2 separate regions of the Mus musculus genome follow, and region 2 is linked to region 1. Evidence: chromatin contacts called from public Hi-C data. All regions are on one chromosome and are shown on one strand. Each heading gives the region's core, a stretch centred on a gene start, on an enhancer-like site or on the middle of the called end of the contact. The rest is flanking DNA. Distances are from core to core; before and after follow the strand shown. Region 1 overlaps Mogat1 (monoacylglycerol O-acyltransferase 1). Region 2 overlaps Gm29536 (predicted gene 29536).

Region 1 (2,845 bases), core at 273-2,772:
TAGTTTTGTGATGTGAGAAGGGCATTATGGTTTTCCCTTTTCTTCCTGAGAGAAGGAACTAAAACTCCCATGTAAGCGATGCTCTCCTTGTATCAGGAAAAAAAAAAAAATTCTTTTCAGCAGACCAGGGAAGTAGTCAAGAGATCCCTTGCAGACTATGTTACAATTATGCTTTCCTGGCTTTAGTCTCTACGTATACTTTAGATACTTTCCCGCAACTGCTTGTCTTTGGTGAACCCAGCATATAAATGTGTCTCCTAACCCACTTCTGTGAGACCTCATGACACTAGCCTTTCCTTTTTAAATCTCCTGCTTATAAATAAGTTTATAAATAAAACTTAAATTTCACCCCTTTCTTTTCCTTCTATTTCAGAAATCCCTCAGCCTGTACTCCCCCCTCTAGTATATGATGATTTAAGACACAGTGGACTATTTGGCTCTTCTGTGGGTTGGAATTAGTTTCATTAAAATAAAACACATTTCTTTATCCTTTTAGAAAGAATGCCAAAAGCACATGCAACCATTCCTTGTGTGCTTTGTATGTGTAAGAGTATATATATATATATATATATATATATATATGTGTGTGTGTGTGTGTGTGTGTGTGTGTGTGTGTGTGTGTGCATGTGTGTGTATACATATGTACATCAGCATACATAGGAATTATATATATATATATATATATATATATAATTTTTTGAGACAAGGTCTCCTATAGCCTGGGCAGGCCTTGAAGTCATTATATAGCACAGAACGACCATGAACTTTGGATCCTCTTGCTTCTACCTTCCCAGTGCTGGGATTAAAGGTATTGATTTACCCTATCTGTTTTATGCTGGGAATCAAATCTTGGCTTTGTGCGTGCCAGACAAGCATTCCACCAGCCAAATTACCTACTTAGTTTCTTACTAGGGTTTTTGTTTGTTTGTTCATTTATTTGTTCTGTTTTGAGACAGGATCTAGTATGTAGCCCCGATTAGCCTTAAACGTGAAACAATCTTGCTGCCTCTGCCTCCTAAATGCTGGGACTGAAGACATGTACCACCATGTCAGGCATGCTATTTATGTCTGCAAAACATCTGAAGTGAGATCATGGATGGCACTAACTCAGTTGTGTGAATCACCCCTATTTTATTTTCTAAGAATGGCAAGTGTCCTAGGAATCGCCATGATCACGCACAGAGTCACGCCATGATGAGACATTTCATAATCCACATTCAAGCTCTGTCAAGGGCTTCATTCGTCACGGTTGCATTTGCTTCCCAGCTCACAACAGCTGTGTGCCTCTGAGTGTCTCCTCCTCAGGGTCCTTCCACAAACTGTCTTTTTTTTTTTTTTAAATAAGCCATTTGTCTATTTCCTCACGATTTGATCCGGGTTAACCTTCTGGCAGGAATCCCTGTTCATGGAAAGCCCAGTACACTGGGAACCCTCACAAGCTGGTCAGGAAGGCTGCTGTCCTGTGCGTCTGCTGCGCCTTCCCAGCACTGGGGCCCGCACAGCTGCGCGTGCGCCATGACACGTGATCCCTGGAGACGCCCAAGGGAGGAAGGGCCAGTTATGCTTACCTTCTCTCTCAGAATTGGAAAATCCAAGGCTGAGAGAAAAGGAAACACATCTGGTCACTTGGAGTCAGACCTTAAACCTCACCACTGCCTTCAGCCCGTCTCCCTGATGCACGAAAAGGATTCCTAAAGTCAATATCAATCTGTGTACAGCTCAGGACTCGTGAGCCACAGCCATTAAGACATACCTCCCAAGAGCCAGTCTCTCTCCCTCCTTTTCTTGTTTCCCTCTTCCTTTGTTCTCTTCCTCTTTCCTAGCCTTCCTTCTTGCAGGTTTGGGAACCGAATGTGACTTTCGCATGCTGGGCGACTCCTCTACCACTAAGCTAAATAGAGTCTAACTATGGTAGCGTATGTCCAGGCTGGCCTTGAACTCACTCCACAGCCCAGGTCAGCTTTGAACTCGTGATCTTCCTGCCTCAGCTGCCTGGGAATTGGCATCCTGGGCCTATGCTTAGTTTGGAATCCTTGACTCCCTTTCTGTTGTCCTAAGATTATGACAGCTGGGCTTTTATGAAATGTTCATATTCTTTTTTTTTTTTTTAAGATTTATTATATGTAAGTACACTGTAGCTTCAGACACTCCAGTAGAGGGCATCAGATTTCGTTATGGATGGTTGTGAGCCACCATGTGGTTGCTGGGATTTGAACTCAGGACCTTTGGAAGAGCAGTTGGTGCTCTTAACCGCTGAGCCATTTCTCCAGCCCCGAAATGTTCATATTCTTAGCTTCATTTAAATTTTTCAGATAATAACAGGCCACCAGAGCTGCTGTGGACTAAGAATCACTGGGAGGAAGCAGAGGGAGGAGCCAATGGAATGTCCCCTTATTCTGAGTTTCCAAACGAAGCCCAGTGCACAGTATGGATGATAATAGTGTCTTGACAGCTAGCTCACATTTAGGAACTGCATTTGACTCTGGCTCTGTCAGGAAAGGCACAATTTAACTATGTCAGATGGCAAGTGACTCTAGTTTAATAAAAAAGATTAACACAGTGGGGTAATAACTATAATCCTTTAACTCAACAGAATGCCCTTTATTTTCATATGGGAGCATATGCACTGCATCTAATTAAACTTACTCCTCAAATCATATCTCAAAATTTCCATTCTATTTCTCCCCCAAATCAACAGCATTACACAAGGGAGCCAAAATGATGAACTGATATGAAGCCAAAGAAGTGAGCCAGCAGATCGTGAAACTGCAGTTGTACTCTGAAATGTGCCTGTGTTCCCCGTAGTAACTAATCAACAGACTCCTACATCCCACCTGAGTTAAAT
Region 2 (2,700 bases), core at 70-2,569, 330 kb before region 1:
TATGACCATATGGTCATCATATGATGATCTGCAGGGCCATCACAGGGACTCTTAATAGTGCTGAAGTATGGGAAAGACTCATGGACCCCAGCAGACCAGATCAAACGAGAATGGAATCACTTTATAATGGGTTACAGAGTCCAACTTAGTTTTGATATAGGTCCATTTTCCAGGAAATTAGAAGATTCCAATCAAGACAGTAAGGAAGTCCCCTCTGTTTTAACCCTAAAAGGGCAGTTTTGAAACAAACAGCATGTTCTTTATTCTGTTCCCCTCTTCAGGATTTTTTTTCTTCTTTTTTTTTTCTGCCTGTGTTGTCTTCTGCCTCTGATCAACTCACCAGAAACCCATTCTATTTCAGTCACAAACTAAAAACTCAATTAAGGTGCTTATGCTAAAGTTGTCTGTGTTGACAGTGGTCAGGCTTTGCTCCCGTGGTAATCCTGGACTTCAGTCCCTCGGATTCTGGGTAAATTGGAAAAAGGAAACAGTAAGGACGATAATGGAAGAAGAAACCAAGGCACCGTGACAAGAAGAATAGAGAAGGCAGAGAAAGAAAAACAGACCGCAGTGAATTTCTATAGAACTTCATTTGGGTTTCTAGGGGGTTTGATACAAGGAAATCTTGGGGTAAGCATATATTGAGTCATGCCTAGGAGTAACACTTCTAAATGTCCCATATGGGGGACGATAAACTCAACACTGATCCTCTCCAACATACAGTACCTTGAACATTAGGTCTTTTTAAATAAAGCATATTTTTTCTTGATTACAGTATGTTTCTATTGCCACCCTCATAACGACTTTCACACTTTTTTGTCTCACTTTGGAATAAAACTTTCAGTGTGAAATTTCTCTTCTATCTTCACTTTGATTATGTGAGCAGTTTCTCAGTCTTGGTTAAGTCTTTCTGGAATATCATTTTCTCCTAAAACAGGAAGTAGGGGAGCCAAAAATAATCTTTCCTTTAGCCTAGTAGCTTTCCAGTGAATGTTGCTGGAAGGTTTAATAAAAGGCAGTATTAGCAGCCAGCAATTTCCAAGCTGGTACTGCACACACGGCAGCATTTTAAATCTTCAGGAGAGATTTCCTAGATAAATGTCCTTCTCTGTGCACAAAGGCCCTATTTCCTTGAGGAGTGGGCTTAGCTCTGCCTTGCTACCCACTGCAGGCTTCTCTGCTACTGAAAGCTTATACTCACTTCTGTAGTAGTCGGTGTACTTAGTGAATCAGCCACACATGCCACAGGCACCCCGTCCTCAAGCCTCCATAAATCCTGCCAGGCCATGGAAGCCAAGAAACAGATCTGTCCTCTATTCAAAGGCCGCAGAGCCAAGAACTCCCCCAAGTTCTTGCGTCAGAATGACTGATCTTTAACCACACTGGGTGTTCTTTCCTGACCCCACCTGGCAAGTGACCATAACATCTCTTGGAATTATCTACCTCGTCAAGGTTCCCAGTAAGGAGCCAAGGGTCAGGAAGTTGCCTCTACCACTTTCCAGCAACGTGTGGCATCCTTATTCAGCCACACAGCCTCTCTCTCACCCCTTCCTCATCACAGTATTTTGTATTTTGTTTATCGAGTTGGTTTTGGTTTTGTCAATATGTATCGTGTTTCACATGTTGACAAAAGGGTCCTATGCATATGGCCAGGCAAAGCTATCTCTAAGCCTAAGCCAGCCTTCATTCCTGCATCTCCTTTTCCACAGAAACTGATTCCATGTCCGAACCTGCTCTAAGACAGCCAACTCTAAGCCAGTCAGAACATTTTGCAAGAGTTATTCAAGGAAGCATCCTGCTTCCTGCTGGACTTGAAGCTGAGCCAATGCTGGGGACCCAGTTAACAGTTTGCCTGGGAGTTTCCTGGCTTTAACACTGGAAGTCCCACATCTGAGGAATCTCCTTGGTGTTCTGTCACTTGAAGTGATGTGGGGGCTGGAGCTGCTATAACCATATTGTCACGTACAACCTAGCAATCAAACCAGCAGAGAACAAAAGGCCCCAGAGAGGTAGAAAGTCCTTGTACCCCTTTCTCCCTTTTCACAGCCCACCATGCTCTTTAGGCCAACATAAATAGAACTTCCTGATACTCTTCACAGGCAATCTTTTCACTAACATACAGCTCCATGATGTAACACAGGTTTAACTTCCCGGAGGCTCAGGTAATGCAGCTGTGAAACCAGAATGACATCTTCCACAAATTAAATGTGACAGCGACATCAAGAGCCTATCTGAGTACCTACCATACAATAACTGCCAAATAACTTTTGTCCCTTTTCTTCTATAAGCTAGAGACCTCATAAACACTACAGGGAGATGGTAATAGATTAAAGGAACAAGAGCTGCACCAGCTCTGATTGTTCATCACAGGGGCAACTGAGAAGCAGCTGAAGAGTGACCTTGCTGAAGTCCTTCAGCTAGTGACAGCCCAGACTAGAAGAAGATCCCCTGAGCTCTGCCTCAGTTCTTACCACTCCATCATGAACTCTGCCCTGCTTTTCTGGCCTGGAGATACTAAGCTGTGGGTGCCAGGAGAGAGTGAGTCTCTCCCAGCCCAAAGAGACGACACCCAGGCATCATGACTGTAACATGACAATCAACAGCCATAGCCAGACCAAGGCCATCCTCAGTGGATGTCAGGCCAGGGTCCTCAAGGGAAATGACCACTGAAACTCTTCTACTGTAATAGGATCACCTAAC

What was found. A called contact is a pair of places that touch in the nucleus more often than the background predicts.
Region 2: a Hi-C map of muscle stem cells shows a contact between it and region 1, with 3 times the contacts expected there. The contact joins two enhancer-like sites. A contact is called at or near these places in 4 of 484 Hi-C or Micro-C datasets (the C2C12 cell line, adipose-derived mesenchymal stem cells, muscle stem cells and 1 more) and 1 of 9 other capture datasets (embryonic stem cells).

What each region holds. Positions count from the first base shown.
Region 1 is chr1:78,531,003-78,533,847 of GRCm38.p6, reverse strand. All of the region lies in intron 6 of Mogat1 (monoacylglycerol O-acyltransferase 1), which reads right to left. Among named protein-coding and RNA genes, the nearest start is that of Mogat1, 21 kb to the right of the region's middle. Within about 2 kb of position 1,522, at least 40 of the 459 cell types and tissues checked have an H3K27ac peak or open chromatin away from gene starts, as enhancers often do. A contact at or near this core is called in muscle stem cells, where this site is marked.
Region 2 is chr1:78,863,175-78,865,874 of GRCm38.p6, reverse strand. All of the region lies in intron 3 of Gm29536 (predicted gene 29536), which reads left to right. Among named protein-coding and RNA genes, the nearest start is that of Kcne4, 48 kb to the right of the region's middle. Within about 2 kb of position 1,319, at least 30 of the 459 cell types and tissues checked have an H3K27ac peak or open chromatin away from gene starts, as enhancers often do. A contact at or near this core is called in muscle stem cells, where this site is marked.